Linked DNA regions of Mus musculus: region 2 is linked to region 1. The links are chromatin contacts, called in public Hi-C maps. All regions are on one chromosome and are shown on one strand. The core of a region is the stretch at or near the end of the contact, and the rest is flanking DNA. Distances in the headings are between cores, read along the strand shown.

Region 1 (3,123 bases), core at 397-2,896:
TACAAAGTGAGTTCCAGGACAGCCAGGGCTATACAGAGAAACCCTGTCTTGAAAACAAAACAAAAAAAAAAAAACAACAAAAAAGACATGCCTTGATTTTATATTAAAACCTGATTTTAACATCTTTTTTAAAGATAGTAACTTATTGATGCTTTTATATACCCCATACTAATAAATAATCAAACAACAAAACACCCAGTTAGCAAGGTCATTGATGTAGTTTCTTGATGATCTGTGTTTATTTCCCTTTAGTGTATCTATGCACCATAAACTTTCATTTGTTTATATTAGTTCTTACTTCATCTGGATAAGGAGAAATTGAGGGAGGCCTAATTACCAGGTTGGAAAAAGTATGGGGAAAGGCTGTGTAGGACAGCATAATATTATTATAGATTATGAATGACAGGGTCCAAATGGAAGAGTGGGTCAGGGGTGATACCCCAAATTCACCTAATCAGTTCTGTCTCCAATTGTTTCTGTATGCTTTCGTGTGAGACACACACACACACACACGTGAATGCACCAAAAACCCAGCAGAGCTTTTTTGTACTTAGTGTAAAATGCTAATGTTGTGTGTGTGTGTGTGTGTAGGTTGCACTTATTAAGAAAATACATTTTGATTTTATTTATATTAAATAAGAATACTGGCAAAATATCCTGAAAAATGTTCCACCCATCTTCTATTCTTGTTTATGAAGTTTGAGTGACAAGTGTGTATAGTAAGGCTGTAGAGATGACTCAGTCTATAAAGTGCTTGCATCTTAAGTACGAGGACCTAAATTCCAGTCCCTGGCTTGCACGTAAAAGGTGGGGACCTGAAATACCCACACTGCAGATGAGAAGGCAGATGAATTCCAGCATCCTAGTTAGTCCTTTCCAATCTGAGAGCACCGAGATCAGTAAGGAGGAGACCAACAGAGTCAGACATCTGACACCTTCTGGTCTCTATATGCATTCACCTCCCCCCACCACCATCCCAGCAGAGCTCTTTTGTACTAAGTGTACAAGTGATAATGTCATGTATATATACATTGAGTAATTATCACAGTTAATAAACTCGTTATCTTTTAGATGGGTGGAAGAACACATAAAATTACTCTCTTAGCAAATTTCATGTATAAAATATGCTTTTATTCATCATAATCACATTATCTACGTTAGATAGCCAGAACTTATTCATCTTATGACTAGGAATTTATGCCTTCTGACTACCACCTTCTCTTGATGGAAAAGGCTCTTAGTCACACCGTATTTTTGAAAAAGGAAGAAAATAGTTGTATGAAAAGAAACTTGGCTCACATAGTTTATCCAACTAAATCATGAAGAGATGCAAAACAGGAGTATCTGACATTTATCTAAGGGAACTAGGTATGAGGGGCTTTTAATGGGGAACAGAAGTAGAAGATATAAAGAGTGTTACCATTGAAAAAGAATCTCGATACCAGCAGGAGACATACAAACCTGGTGATTCCAGCCAGTGTCTACCGTTGAAGGGTGGGTGCCATGGATACGTTTAGTTCTCCAACCAGCTGTATTCAGTACTATGCAACATCTGTGAAATATGATGGCCAAGAGGAAGTGTTCTCATGCTGATTACAATCTAGCTGGCTCTTTCCCCTGTTGCAGATATGCAAATTGACTATGCAATGATATGCAAACAAGGGAGCGTTATCACACACTGCTTGTGCTCTGACAATCTGAGCCCTGTGCTACTCAGCGTGGGCTGAAAGTTTCATTTCTTCTGATGTCTGAGAACCTTAGAGAAACATTTTTCAGGCTGTTGTGAGTCTCCCTTGTGTGGCAAGGAAAGGCTTAACTGTTGCCCAGTTGCTCAACCTATTGACACACAAAAAAGTTCTCTTGCAACTTGTAATAAAAGGGATAAAATACATGTCTTAGTGTGTCCTCCAGTCTTGAAGTTGCAATTCTGTTACTAATATATTCTACTAACTGAGACATTCCTAAAAATGATGTCAGATGAAAAGCAATGACTATCTCAGTACAAATGATGGGAATACCCTCAGATATGCAGGAGATTGACAACAAATTCAACAGAAAAACAGAACTGGGTGGCTTGTTGATTTCCTGTGAAAGCATGTGATGATGTATCTGAAATTCAATTAACTGCTTTGACTGATATTAATAGCATGCCTTTTTAATTAAGAATTCCAAGGATTTCTGGTTAAGTTATGAGAGTTTCCTGAGCATTCTGGAGCACTGGAGAATTATACTCAGAAAATCTGTCTTTATTGTGCTGGGAACCCAGTGACCTAATCAATTTGGACTGCATTCATGGAAATGTGTGATTCAGTTGAAAGCAGACTACCAGTGGAGTAACAAGTCCTGTTCTTGGTGCTATATGCCAACAGAAGCACTGAAAATAGGGTATAAAACAAGTAAACCCAGGGTGATCCTGGAAAGAGAGTTTCACGATTGAGAGAATGCTGCATCTTTCCTCCTGAAAAATGAAGACTCAGGTTTGGGAAAGATAAGAGAACTTGAAGGCAGAGGTACCACAAAGAACCAGCTCCTGGCTTTGTTTCTAAAGGCTGCGTAAAGAACTTCTGGGAGCCTTGTGAGGGAGCTAATATCGGAAAACAAATAAAGAATTCTTCATTGGTCCAAAGAGCATCCCTACAAAACATTATTTTCTCCAGACTGAGACATTTCAGATGAATTTGGAATGCCCTTCCATGACATGTGCAGAAGTGACGAGAGGAAGTCAACTTGCTTTCAGGACAAAGAAGTCAGATGGTCACAGCTGAGTATGTTGATGACTGCTAGAAGCTCCAGGCAGAAAACTGACGACATATTCTTCTTTTGTCTAAACCACAGTCCCATCACTTTAAAAATAGAAATAATACTTTTCACAACGTAAACAATTTGATGAGTAATCGACACTTTTTATGTCAACAGACTTTTAGAATACCTCACACATAGGAAACACTCATCTTAGTAATATGTAGGCTTCCTTCTGGTTTATAAGACAATTTAAAGTCTGGGACAGCTGTAGTGAATAGGCTTCTTTGCTAGTCCCCAGTTAGTTCTCTTTTCTTGTGTGCTGTGCTCCTGCTCAACCCACCCTTTATTGCTTTTGAGTACCCTACCTTCAAAGAAGTGACC
Region 2 (3,123 bases), core at 397-2,896, 78 kb before region 1:
TTTCCCTGAATCTATGAGCTTCTACCCCAGAATTCTTCTCTCCCTGGAGTCACACTAATGACATTTGACATGATGACGGGGGGGGGGGGGTGGGAAGGGGGAAAGGAGGGTGGCGGAGAGACAAGGGGAGCTTCACTGGTTTTGTTGAAACCATCTCCCTTTTATTCCAGTTTGGTAAATTGCTAAGGTCCATTGACCATTGGCAACTGGTAGGACAGACCTTGGCTTTAGGTGGCCCCTCTGACATTTCTGTGGCTGATCTGAGACCCATTATGCACTAGGTTCTGCATTATAAAATCTAGCCTGGGTCCAAAATTTCTGCCTGTCATCTTAGGAAAGGCCAGGAGTTTTACCCCATCCTGCAATGTGAAAACAGATAATCAAAGGCAACATAGAGCTGTCTGCTTCTTCTCTGACCAATTTGTTGCTTTTTCTGAGGTGATGTTGGCTGTCACTATCTTAGACTGGAAAGGGCAAGCTGGTAGAATAAAATGTAGTTTAAATAGCATCTCCCAGGGGAAGGTCCTCCCTACACTTAGTATTAAATGCAGTAAGATAATCAGCAACTAATCACTTGATGCTAAACTAAGAGCCATTTCCTCTACGAACTGGTCTGAACCTGATGAAGGAGCAAAGAGGCCCAGGTCTTTTTCTTAGATCGTTCATTCTGCTGCAATGACAGCCCTCATAAAACTCCAGTTTATGAACCAAATTTGTTGCACCCCTCACTCCAATACTATAATGCAAACCTCAAAGATCAGAATATCTTATAAGATATGTAAGCAGTTCACTGAAAATGCCAGCATAGATAACTCTCTCGATGACCTCTTCTGTCTAATATCAATTTCGGAAAATACTTTCCATTGCAAAGATTTAACCAGCGTGCTTAACCTTCCACAGAAACCCCTTATCTTCTTCCCCAACTTGTTTGTTCTGAGACCTTATTCTTGGCTGCCTCAGCTCTCTGCAAACACTTAGGCTTTTCTCTTTTCAAAGAGGCTGGGAGCTGTGGAGATTCTGAGCTAGACAGAAACCCTGTGGTTTGATTCCATTAGTCTAAGCCTGGGCCCGGTTGCAAGCAAGCTGCAGTATCTGCTTGCAAAAATCCTGGCAGCCAGGTTCTAGACACAGACACCACGGGCTGCATGCATTCTTCCATACTGGTCTACCCAAATCTTGCCTGGAGCCAGCCAACCACAGCAGAGGGAATCCTACCTTCCATCATGGTGGCAGAATTGCATTCCTTATTTTCCAAGAAGTCAGAAAAAACACAGGAGGATACGCTTCCAGGTCCCAGCTAAGTCCTCACAAAGCTGCCGCTGAGGTCTGCTCTGCTTGCTGCCAAGCCAAAGGAGACAAGTGTTAACCCGAAAGACCGGCCATGGATGCAGCTAGTGCTGCTTCACCTACAGTCTCCCAGGAAGATGCTGTGAGAGAAAGGCAGAGAGGAACAGCAAGCCGGCGAGCTGCACCGCCTGCGCTGCCTCGGCCAATCCCTTCAGCTCTGGACCGCGTCACATGGTAGCCAGCCTGCATCTCCTGACACAATACCCCCGGAGAGCGCACGGAACCCATTTCCCGTCCCCATTGCTCGCTACCCCCACTGCCTCCCGCTCCTCTCCAAACACACAGCCCCTTCCCCACCTGGTGACGCACTTCCCCCGCCCCTCCTCGTGGTCCTTGCAAGCCTATTGCGGCTCTGGGGCGCCCGATGATCTGAACTGCCACCCTGACAGGGGATGCCAGCAAGAAAGAAGCCCAGGAGGCTGATCCCAGGGATTTTTTTTTTTTTTTCGTTTTTCTCTCTTTTACTTATTTTTTTAAGAAAACACTTCTTAGTAATTCCAGATCTTAGCAACACACGTTTACACTCCCATTCCAACCTCACTTTGACCTGAAGGAATTTCAAATGTCAGCGCTTGGCCTCTGTGCACATCTGTCATCTGTGGCTGGCTCGCGCTCTCTTTAGGTCTCTCTGGCCCCCACACCCCCCGCGCCCTGTCTCTCTGTCTAGGTCTCTCTGTCTCTCCTTGTGTGTCTCTTCCTCTCATTCACGAGAGAAAAATCAATTCGCTGACGTCACATCATAAACAACCATCCCCCAAAGGATGATGCAGGAAAAAAAATTCATCCCAGCTGCCTTGAAAGGAAGCAGGAAATTAATTGCGCATGACATGCCCAAGGGCTGGCAACTGTCATTAAAACAAAGAAACAAAAGAACCCACCCGATTCGGGCTCTGGAATCAAACAGGCGATGCTCCAGCTCATTTCTGGGGCGAGAGGCGGGAGAGGGGGATTGAAGGCAAGAGTCTAAGCGTTGGCCGCCTCAGGCGTGCGCGAGTCGCCTCCTCCCACGCACTCCGCTCCGCAGCCGCGACCCCGGGGCTGCGGGGGCCCTCCGTCACCGCGTCCTCCAGCCGAGCTGGGCAGACGCCTGCCCCAGGTGGGGAGCCTCGCTTGCAGCCTCGGCTACAGCTGCCAACTGAAGCCGCTGCTACATGGCAGGTTTTGCAAGACGCTCCTCCTGCAGTCTTCAGTCGCCTAGGAGCCCAGTCGTTCACCCCAAGGGAAATCCAGAGAGGAAGGCAATCGGTCCAGGTTGCGCTGGAGGAATGGGCGGAGCCTGGGCCTTGGCAACTTGCTAGAATGGGGAAAGGTTCAGGCACAAGGTCTGGTGGAGCTGAGGGTCTGTCACCTGAGTGCTATCAAAAGTCCTAGGAGTCCTTCAAAGGGAGGGACTCCCAGGCCTGGTGTCCTGTGATCCTGGGTTTAACCAGGCTAAAACAAAGCAAAAAGAAATAAATTGAATCGAGTAAGGAAGGCCTATCACTGTAGGGAGCAGATGATGAAAAGGCTAGAGAAAGGTCTTTAAACTAAGGAAGAATAGCAAAGCCGGGGCTATGAAAATCTCTTTATTGAAGATCAGGTCAGAAACTAACAATAGGGCTGATCATTTATAACACCCTCACTTAGTATTACCCAGATCTCGACATAGTCTGATTCTTTCCTCCAGAGGGAATACGAGATATTGGTGGCTATGAAATACTAAAGAGGCCGAACGAAGAGATGAATTAGTCAAAATCAAAAAGCAACTCAGCTTCTTAGTAACTTACAAGAGTTTTA

What was found. A called contact is a pair of places that touch in the nucleus more often than the background predicts.
Region 2: a Hi-C map of muscle stem cells shows a contact between it and region 1, with 2.5 times the contacts expected there. The contact joins the promoter of Sgip1 here to the enhancer-like site in region 1. A contact is called at or near these places in 5 of 484 Hi-C or Micro-C datasets (cortical neurons, muscle stem cells, nephron progenitors and 1 more) and 1 of 9 other capture datasets (liver).

Annotation. Positions count from the first base shown.
Region 1 is chr4:102,680,879-102,684,001 of GRCm38.p6, reverse strand. No RefSeq gene overlaps it. Among named protein-coding and RNA genes, the nearest start is that of Gm24869, 54 kb to the left of the region's middle. Within about 2 kb of position 1,646, at least 41 of the 459 cell types and tissues checked have an H3K27ac peak or open chromatin away from gene starts, as enhancers often do. A contact at or near this core is called in muscle stem cells, where this site is marked.
Region 2 is chr4:102,758,658-102,761,780 of GRCm38.p6, reverse strand. It overlaps Sgip1 (SH3-domain GRB2-like (endophilin) interacting protein 1), which reads right to left and starts at 1,646. Exons shown (of 26, transcript NM_001285852.1): 1 at 1,216-1,646. The coding sequence starts at 1,225.